Linked DNA regions of Sus scrofa: all the other regions are linked to region 2. A link is a contact called in public HiChIP or PLAC-seq data. All regions are on one chromosome and are shown on one strand. The core of a region is the stretch at or near the end of the contact, and the rest is flanking DNA. Distances in the headings are between cores, read along the strand shown.

Region 1 (2,843 bases), core at 109-2,608, 82 kb before region 2:
GTTCTGTCTTACCTGATTCAACACTATGAAGTTGGTGGGGTCAGATTCCACAGATGCAGAGCACAACCCAGCCCAAGAGGCTGAGTGCCTGGCTAGGAGTTAGACAGGTAGTCAGTGGAAAAGTGGTCACCAGACCGTGACCCCTCTGCCCCCCAAGGCCTTTTGGATGGTGAACAGAGAAGGCAAATGGTAGGAGAAAAGAAATGGCAATGAAAATGGGAGCTCTAAAGAGGGCTGGCAGGTTAGAAGTGGCAAGGAAATTGCAGAAGGCAGCAGACATCGAGGGGTGGGGATAGGGCAGTGAAAAGGGTGAGCCACTGCTTCTAAAATGAAGGAGCTGAGGCAGCATATCTGGGGCTGTTGCTGAACCTCATTCCACCAACAGCAAAACGGAGACTGGAAAGGAGGTGGTTTGCCCAGGGACGTCCAACACTCTGCCAAGTGGACACCAGAACCTAGTCTCCTGATCCCATTCTGGGACTTTTTTTTTTTTTTTGCTTTTCAGGGTAGCACCAGCAGCATATCATAAGGAGGTTCTCAGGCTAGGGGTCCAATCGGAGTTACAGCTTCCTACACCACAGCCACAGCAACGCCAGATCCCAAAACGCAGCTCACGGCAACGCAGGACTTCACCCACTGAGCGAGGCCAGGGATCGAACCTGCAACCTCATGGTTCCTAGTCGGATTCATTTCCGCTGAGCCACGATGGGAACTCCAGCTCTTGGACTTTCCCTTCTGTCGGTCACAGGGAAGATGGGCCAGTGGGCAAAGGGACCCGAGAAGGCCTGAGGTACGCAGATGCAGAGGGCAGGAGGTGTGGACTCAAAGCTCTAAGGCTGGCAGCGCCACTAACCATCAAAGACCCGTGTGGCTGAGCCCAAAACAATTTTCACACCTCCCACAGCCTCCGGTTCGAAGGCTGCGTGGGAAATGCCTTCCACCCCCACCATTGTATTCGGGGACTTTTGGAACCTCCCTATAGTTTGTCAGGGGCTTCTGGAAACATGACGGCAGGAATCAAGTATCAAACAGCCGATATTTGCGAACTGCCACAATTTCCTAAGAAACATTGCGGGGCGTGGGGGCAACCGAAAGCTGCCGAGTGGCTTTCGGGACCTCTCGGCTCTCTGCAAGCTATTCCAGAGTCCAAGTCTCTGTTAGGTCTGTTCCTAAGAGCGATTTGTACAGTCTCTCGACAATTTCCGGAACCGTTCGAGATCATCCCGAGAATGGCGCCCTCTGGCGGCAGGAATTGCCAGCATTCTCCGCACCCCCCACCCCGTGGCGGGGCGGGGGTGTGTGCCGGCACGCGCAGACGCAGTTGCGTGCTGGAGGCCGTTCAGACCGGATGTGGTTGCTGCTGAGGTCACTTCCGGCGGGTGACGGTGCGGACGGGTCAGAAGCGTAGAGGCGGCGGCAAAATGGCGGCGCCTGAGGAGCGGGATCTAACCCAGGAGCAGACCGAGAAGCTGCTGCAGTTTCAGGTAGCAGCGAGTACTCGGTACAGCGAATGTCGCCGCGTGCTAGAGAGTGGGTCCCTAGAGGAGCCCAGAACCCTGTTCAGATTGGGCCCGAGATTCTTCTCAGACCAGCAGGCGGCCCCCTCCCCCCCAGACGCCAACTGCCCTGCTGCCCCCGGCCCCCGAGCCTCTTGTCGGTCCCCGGCCTTTCGGGAATGGTTGCAGCCACGCCCGCTTTCCTCATTCTCTTCTCAGAGGGTCAGCTTCCCAGGTTCCCCTTAGCTGAATCCGTCCTTAGCCAGCCTTTTCATCCCGGTTACCGGTCGGACCCTGTTGGCCCAACGACTCTGACGGTACTGAGATGCTTAATCCCCACTGCGGAGTTGGCCTCGCTTCGGGTCTCTGGAAAGCCTCCTACCAGCCTCACATGCCATTTCCACAAACATGTACTCAGGGCCTCTTGGGTGCCAGGTCCTGTGTTGGGAGATCTCCTTAGGGGTGGGGGCAGGCCTGCCCCCCGCCCTAAAGGTGTGGGAGGACACCTCCTAAGGAAATAATGCAGCATTATAAATGTCATCAGTGGCCTCCGAAGGGTTTGTTACCCCTGGCTTATTCCGGGACTCAGTGCTTGACTCTGCTTGAGGAGGGTGGTAAAAGGAATCTGCCTCCCTTTAGTGGATCTTTGGGTTAAGAACTTTTGGCACTGAGCACCTCATCTCTGAGCTGGAGAATCTCGTTGGAGGAGACCTAGGTAACCTTGGCTCTTTATCACCCCGATGGATACTAGTTTCCTTATTTCTAAAATATATATCTTAAAAATGTTTACCCCCTAAGGAAGTTGTGGAGATGCAGTGAGTTTATGGATGTCTGAAGGGCTTTGTACACTGTAACCTGCTCTCAAACAGTATTGCTAATGTTAATCATTATTTAGCTTGGGGTAGAATTAAAGTTAGTGGTACACTTATTTCCTAACACAAAATGTGCTAAATATATTTATTCATTCCACAGTATTTACCAAGACCCTTCCTTCCCAGGCAATAACAATAGGTGGTTAGAATCCCATTTATTTTAAGTACTTTGCTAAAACTTAGCATACATTATAGCACTTAGTCCTACAGTTCTGTGAGATTCACACTGTTAGAATCCCTGTTTTACAAGTGAGGATATGAGGCTTAAGAAGTCACATGCTTAGGTTACACAGCTATTAAGTGGTGGCCTCAGATTTAAAACCAAGTCCATCTTTCTAAGACCTTTCCTGAGCTCTTGAGTGCTCTACAACCTGTGTTAAGTATCATTGTACAACTGAGAGTGAAATGCAGATGCTGTAATATTGTCCTTTCTTTGTTTTTTTTGGCAAGTTCTCTCTTCTGTAATTTCCTTGAT
Region 2 (2,752 bases), core at 114-2,613:
GCACTTAGTGTGTGGAGCAATGCTGTTCATCTCCTATAGGCTACTGAGGCGGCAGGCATACAACGATGGTTAAAAACAGAGCCTCTGAAGCCAGCCCACTTGAGCTTGGACCCTGGCTCTGCCTTTCAACATCTTGGTGACCTTGAGGAAGTCATCGCCTCTGTGAGTCTGCCCAGGTGTAAAATGGGAGTGACTGTACCTACCTCAGTGAGTCATTAGTGGCTCTGACTGTGTGTGAACCTTCTGTGGTACCTGCCTAACTTTCTGGGTCAGGGTCTGAACTTGAATGCTTGAGGTTTGAGGGTATGGCATTGGGAGGGGCTCCCATATCTGACTCCCTCCCCTGTGTAGGTCTCACCACTGGATCTCAGAGGGTCTGCAGAGGAAGGAGCAGGTACTGTCACATCATCCAAAGATGAAAATCGGGGGCTGCGAGAGTGGGGGAGCCTGGCAAATCCAGAGAGATGAGTCCAATCGAATTCTCCGTTTTCCCTCCATCTTAAGTGTCTTGCCTACTCCAAGGCCAGCTTCCTACGCCCACATCGCCTTCTAGGCCCCCGGCAACATCTCCACTCGGGCTCAAAGGCCCTCAGCTGTGTGACCTTGGCAAGACACAGACCCTCTGGAACGCCCACCTTTCTACACCCTCAAAGTAGTAACGACGCAGCTGGCATGCTGTGGTCTGTTCCTCAGAGGCAGAGCCACTCCGGGGCAGGGTTCGGGTCGCTCTGGATTTCAGGGGCTGGGACATGGAGCACTGGAAAAGTGTTTGGGACAGACGTGACGAGACCAAAGAGCTGCTGCTCTGCCTGGACGCCAGGGCCCCAGCCGAAGCCGAAACCCGCCAGCGGATGTGAGAGGGGCATGCGCGGGACGCAGGGCACGCTGGGAGTTGCTGTTCCCAGGCGCTCCGCATACTGGGGCACTTGGACCTGGCGGGCGAAGGGGCTCTGGCGCCAGGTTCGGAGACAACGAGCTGTGGCCCTGCGGAGGCAGGCAGCGGCCTCACTGGAAGTCCCTGCGCTACCCTGCCAGCCCGCGGCCGCCCCCTATCGCTCCGTCCTCGCTGGCCCCGCGCCTGGGGAGCACGGCGTAGGGTTCAGGCCGGGGGTTACCTGGGGCCGCGACGGGGCTCCACCCCCACCGAGCGGCCGGCGCGTCGCTCCCGCTGCAGCCGGGGGTCCCGGTCCCGCTACGGCTCGAACGCCGCCGGCCGCGGCAGCCCCTCAGGCCTCACAGGCCCCACACAGTGGAACCGTCCACGGACTTCTTCACCTGGGCGCGCGCGCCCGCGCGCGCGCGGAGCCCACACCAGCTGCGTACCTTTACCCTCGCTCCCGCGCGCGCGTGTGGAAGTACCTGGACTACACCAAACGCGCGGGAGCGGAGGGTGGGAGGAGGCGGGGCGTGATTCGGCCACGCCCATTCGGTGTCCAGCCGCAAAGGGCGCGCAAGGACGAAGCGTCCAGGGCCTGACAGACCAGCTTCCACCTTATTACCCGTGTGACCTTGGATGTGTGACTAAATAGGAAAGATAATAATGACTCCGTGGCCGTTTAAAGAACCTTCGCTTCGCGGACAGTTTTTTCTGCTCCCCCAAGCCTCGGAATTTTGTGGGTTAGTCAGGTATCGATATACAAAGAGCAAAGACTGGGGCCCGCAAAGCTTGGTTTCTCACTATGAATCATTCTCTGAGCTTCAGTTTCCTCGGTCTGTGAAATGGAAGCGATAATACCGCCTTCCAGAGGTAGGGAGACTCTAGTGACAAAAGAACGCCTATATCCATCGCTAGAGCCTGGACCACAGCCGATACTTGTTCAGGCCAGGCATCCGCAGTCCCAGAGGGGATCCCAGCAGCCTGCATCCGTGGGTATAATTAGCCCGAGAGGACTACGACTCCCAGCGCGCCCCACTCCCGCAGGGTCTTGCCGGGAATTGTAGTCTCTGCATGTCTTGACTCTCAGAGGCTGGCGCCAGGAGGACCCTTTTTCTCAACCTAGAACTTGGCACTTCTGAGGAGGGCTGTTTTAAGCCCGCTGCCTCGAAGCCGACTTATTTTTTAAAGTTTATATTTGTTGAGCTCTTCCCATGTGCTAAGCAATGTTCTAAGTGCTTAACATAAATTAACTTAGTTGTTACCTTAATGTCCAGCAACCCAGTGAAGAAATATTTTTATTGTCCCTCTTTTGTAGATTTGAACCCTGAAGCATAGCGAGCTGAAAGGATTTTGCTAGGAAGTGACAGGGCCCAGGATTTCTTCTCAGGTCCGATATCCAGAGCCTGCTTTCTGCCTCACTCTGGCTCATCCTTTAAATAAATGGTTTTGTTTTGTTTTGTTTTCTCTTTCTTTTTAAAATAGGAACTACATTAAAGCCTAATTCAGGATGTACTTTGTAACTGTACAGTAAAATGCAAAAGTCTCATGCGTATAGCTTAGTGCAGTCTTCATAAATGTATACCTCTGTATTAACAAAAATCCAGTCAAGATCTAGAATATTTTCAGTCACTCCAGAAAGTTCCTTCTTGGCCCCTCCAAATCAGCTTCCTCCGGATGTTAACTGTTGATCTGGTTCCTATCACTGTAGATTTGTTTTCTGTGCTTAGAACTTCGTGTCAATGGAATGGCTGGCTGTATAAATTCTGTCTTCTTTCCTTCTGCATCAAGTTTTTGAGATCCAATCTGTTGCATTTGTCTGTCCTCCCCACCCCCAACTTTATTGCAATCTAATTTACATATAACATTATGTAAGTT
Region 3 (2,896 bases), core at 261-2,760, 120 kb before region 2:
CTGCAGAGAACAGAGACTGTGAGACCAGTAGACAAAAGAAAAGATCTTGGATGAAGGAAAAAATCTAAAGGCTCCTGCCCTCCCATAAGAATCCCTCCACAAGGCCAGGCAGGAAGAGATGACAAGAAGAACCAATGCCCTGAAGCTTCATGGTTCCCAAGATGATCAAGCAAGCAATTCATCTTTCTGTCCATATCTATGAAACAGGTATAATACCCCTTTGCCTGCCTCACTTCACTTATGATTATCAAATGAAACAATGCACATGAAAGCACTTTATACTTTATGATGAAGGAGGGATATCAGATATCTTCTCTATGGGGAGGAAAAAGCTGAGAGTGCTTGGCTATAGCTTCTTATTTGTTCAAGAAACACTGGTGCTGTTTTCCTCTGGCATGAAAGCAAAAAAAAGAAACCTACCTGAAGGCAATGGGATAAATTCAATCAGCAAGCCCATTCACTGGGTTAACTATTTATTGAGCACTACTCACATCCTAGTCACCACTGGGGATTTAGTAAGGAATGCACTACAAAGTCCTTGTCCTCAAGGAGATTATGTTGGGGGAACACTGATGATAAACAGATAAACACATAATATAATATACCATCAGGTCTTCACAAATGCCAATGAATTAAAATAAAGCAGGGAAGAAGTTACTGAGTGAAAAGGGATACTATTTTTGAGAGTGGTCCAGAAAACGACTTACTCAGAAGAAACTAACCCTAGGGAAGCCTCAGACCAAGAATGACTGGACAACTGGGGAAAAGTGTAAAGAACAGTAAGTAAAGATCCCAAACTCTCTATTAGGAAAGTTAAGGGCAGAAAAAGATAAATTCTGGAAAATACCGTTGAGATGCCTAGGGATCCAAGCAGGTTAATTTCAGAAGAAAGAAGTGAGTGCAGAAGAAAAGAGGAAGCTCCAATCCAGGTCCAATCTCTGCTGGGGAGGGAGTATAAGGGAGGTCGTAAAGGGACCCTCAACTACAGTCAGTACAGGCTGGCTGAATTGGCTAGAGAGAGGTAACGGATAGGATCAGGCTCCGAAACCCAGCTAAGTATGGCGGGGTGCGGGGGGCAAGGGCCGAGACCCTTCCATGTCAGTACCTTTCTCTTAATAAGGGGCACCGCCCTGTTGGGGTCCATAGCCAAACCCATCTCGGCCAGGTTCTGCCGCACCGATTTGGTCTGGTCCCAGGCATGTCGGATGTGGGAGCTACGGGAAAAGAGAGGGCGACAGCGGAAGTGTCATCTCGCCGGCTTCCCCGCCGAAGCCTTTTGCCTCCTGAACCCTAGTCCCCTCACCACTGGATCCGCGGCGCTGCCTTCCGTCGAGCATTTCGGTTCAGACGCTTCCGGTTAACATTGTAACCGAACTTCTGCCTCCGGGTCTTCCCCTTGGCCTTGGGCATCGCGCTGACCACAGAATGGGTAACTCAGACTGTGTGCTTCTCAATCCAAGTACCTCGTGTATCACACTCCTTCCGGCGAGTGTACGCGTAGTACTGCAGGCTTTTTGGGAAATGTAGTCCTCCTCATAGCGATGCATGCCGATTACTACAACTCCCAGAATTCCATGAGCGACGGCACCTGCGTAAAACGCTCAGCAAGCCCTTTTCCCCGCCCCCTTTATGACCTCATCAGGAGGCGGGGCTTAGCGTCCGGATTCTCTCCTTAGCGGTTGCCCAGAACATGGCAACTCCTGGCCCTGCGACCCCGGAGGCACCCTTTGAACCGTCGCACCCCCCAGTCATTGAGGGCTTTAGCCCCACTGTGTACAGCACTTCGGAAAGCTTCAAGGAGAAGTTTATTCGCAAGACCCGCGAGAATCCAATGGTACCCATAGGTAAGTGGGCGCTGTAGGAACTGTAGACCAAGAGGACAGTGATATCGGGGGAATAAAATAGGGGAGCACAGGGAACGCCAAAATGACCGAAATGAGAGTGGACAAGAGATGTAACGAAGGGGCCAGGCACTGAGGGGTGAATGTGATTGGAGCTTGAGCTGGACGGGATTAGTAGGCTGGGATGGGGCCGACTCTATGGACACCCCCTCCACAAACTATAGCCAACCCCTCACACTTCCGCCCCATCCCATTACCTCCTCCCCTCAGCTGCTATTTAAAGACCTTAAAAAAAAAGTCTAAAAAAGGAGTTCCCGGTGAGGCCCGGTGGATTAAGGATCTGGCGTCGTTTCTGCGGCGGCCTGGGTTCGATCCGGCGTTGCCACAGCTGCAGCGTAGGTCGCAGCCGAGGCTGGGATTCAGACTCTGGCCCGGGAACTTACCTATGCCGCGGGTGCGGCCACCAAAGAAAAAAAAAGATTTTGACTTTGGGGGAGGGAGGCCTAAAACTGGACGAGCCCTCCAAGGCCGGACCTGCCACTTCCCCCCTGCTTTGTCCCCTCTTCAGGCTGCCTGGGCACAGCGTCTGCCCTTACCTATGGTCTCTACTGCTTCCACCGGGGTCAGAGCCAGCGCTCCCAGCTCATGATGCGCACCCGAATCGCCGCCCAGGGTTTCACGATAGTAGCCATCTTGGTGGGTCTGGCTGCATCCACCGTGAGATCTCGACCCTGAGGGCAATGGCCTGGCCTTGAAAACTCTGCGGAGATCAGACCCAGCCCCAGGAGCAGCCACCAGTCCTGCCACCGGAATTGTTTCCTCATCTCCCCTGACAGGCCTCTGTATGGGTTGGGGCAGAAGTGGCCAATTGTGTGACTGACAGATGAGATTTTTTCCCAGGAATCTCAGGTTCGGTTCAGTTGTAATGCACCATCTCCACTCTTTACTTAATAAACGCTGATCCACTTGTAGTTTGGTCAGTTCATTCCATCTCACTCCTATGGTTTTTGGTCTTTGGTTTTGGGAGTAAAACCAAAAGACTAAAGACTGCAGGG

Evidence for each region. HiChIP or PLAC-seq counts read pairs in DNA pulled down with a chosen protein or histone mark.
Region 1: an H3K27ac HiChIP or PLAC-seq map of alveolar macrophages shows a contact between it and region 2. The contact joins the promoter of FAF2 here to the promoter of RNF44 in region 2. A contact is called at or near these places in 4 of 5 promoter capture datasets (fetal liver, fetal skeletal muscle and liver), 14 of 47 Hi-C or Micro-C datasets (alveolar macrophages, blood, fetal heart ventricle and 7 more) and 2 of 2 datasets of contacts at active chromatin or transcription factors (alveolar macrophages and skeletal muscle).
Region 3: an H3K27ac HiChIP or PLAC-seq map of alveolar macrophages shows a contact between it and region 2. The contact joins the promoter of NOP16 here to the promoter of RNF44 in region 2. A contact is called at or near these places in 1 of 5 promoter capture datasets (liver), 3 of 47 Hi-C or Micro-C datasets (blood, liver and skeletal muscle) and 2 of 2 datasets of contacts at active chromatin or transcription factors (alveolar macrophages and skeletal muscle).

What each region holds. Positions count from the first base shown.
Region 1 is chr2:81,452,787-81,455,629 of Sscrofa11.1, reverse strand. FAF2 (FAS-associated factor 2) reads left to right here and starts at 1,358. Exons shown (of 11, transcript XM_003123660.4): 1 at 1,358-1,484. The coding sequence starts at 1,422.
Region 2 is chr2:81,371,038-81,373,789 of Sscrofa11.1, reverse strand. RNF44 (RING finger protein 44) reads right to left here and starts at 1,363. Exons shown (of 11, transcript XM_013994879.2): 1 at 1,324-1,363.
Region 3 is chr2:81,486,805-81,489,700 of Sscrofa11.1, reverse strand. It overlaps NOP16 (nucleolar protein 16), which reads right to left and starts at 1,510. Exons shown (of 5, transcript XM_013994885.2): 1 at 1,304-1,510; 2 at 1,106-1,214. The coding sequence starts at 1,410. HIGD2A (HIG1 hypoxia inducible domain family member 2A) reads left to right here and starts at 1,662. Exons shown (of 2, transcript NM_001097469.1): 1 at 1,662-1,844; 2 at 2,410-2,811. The coding sequence starts at 1,691. The coding sequence ends at 2,576.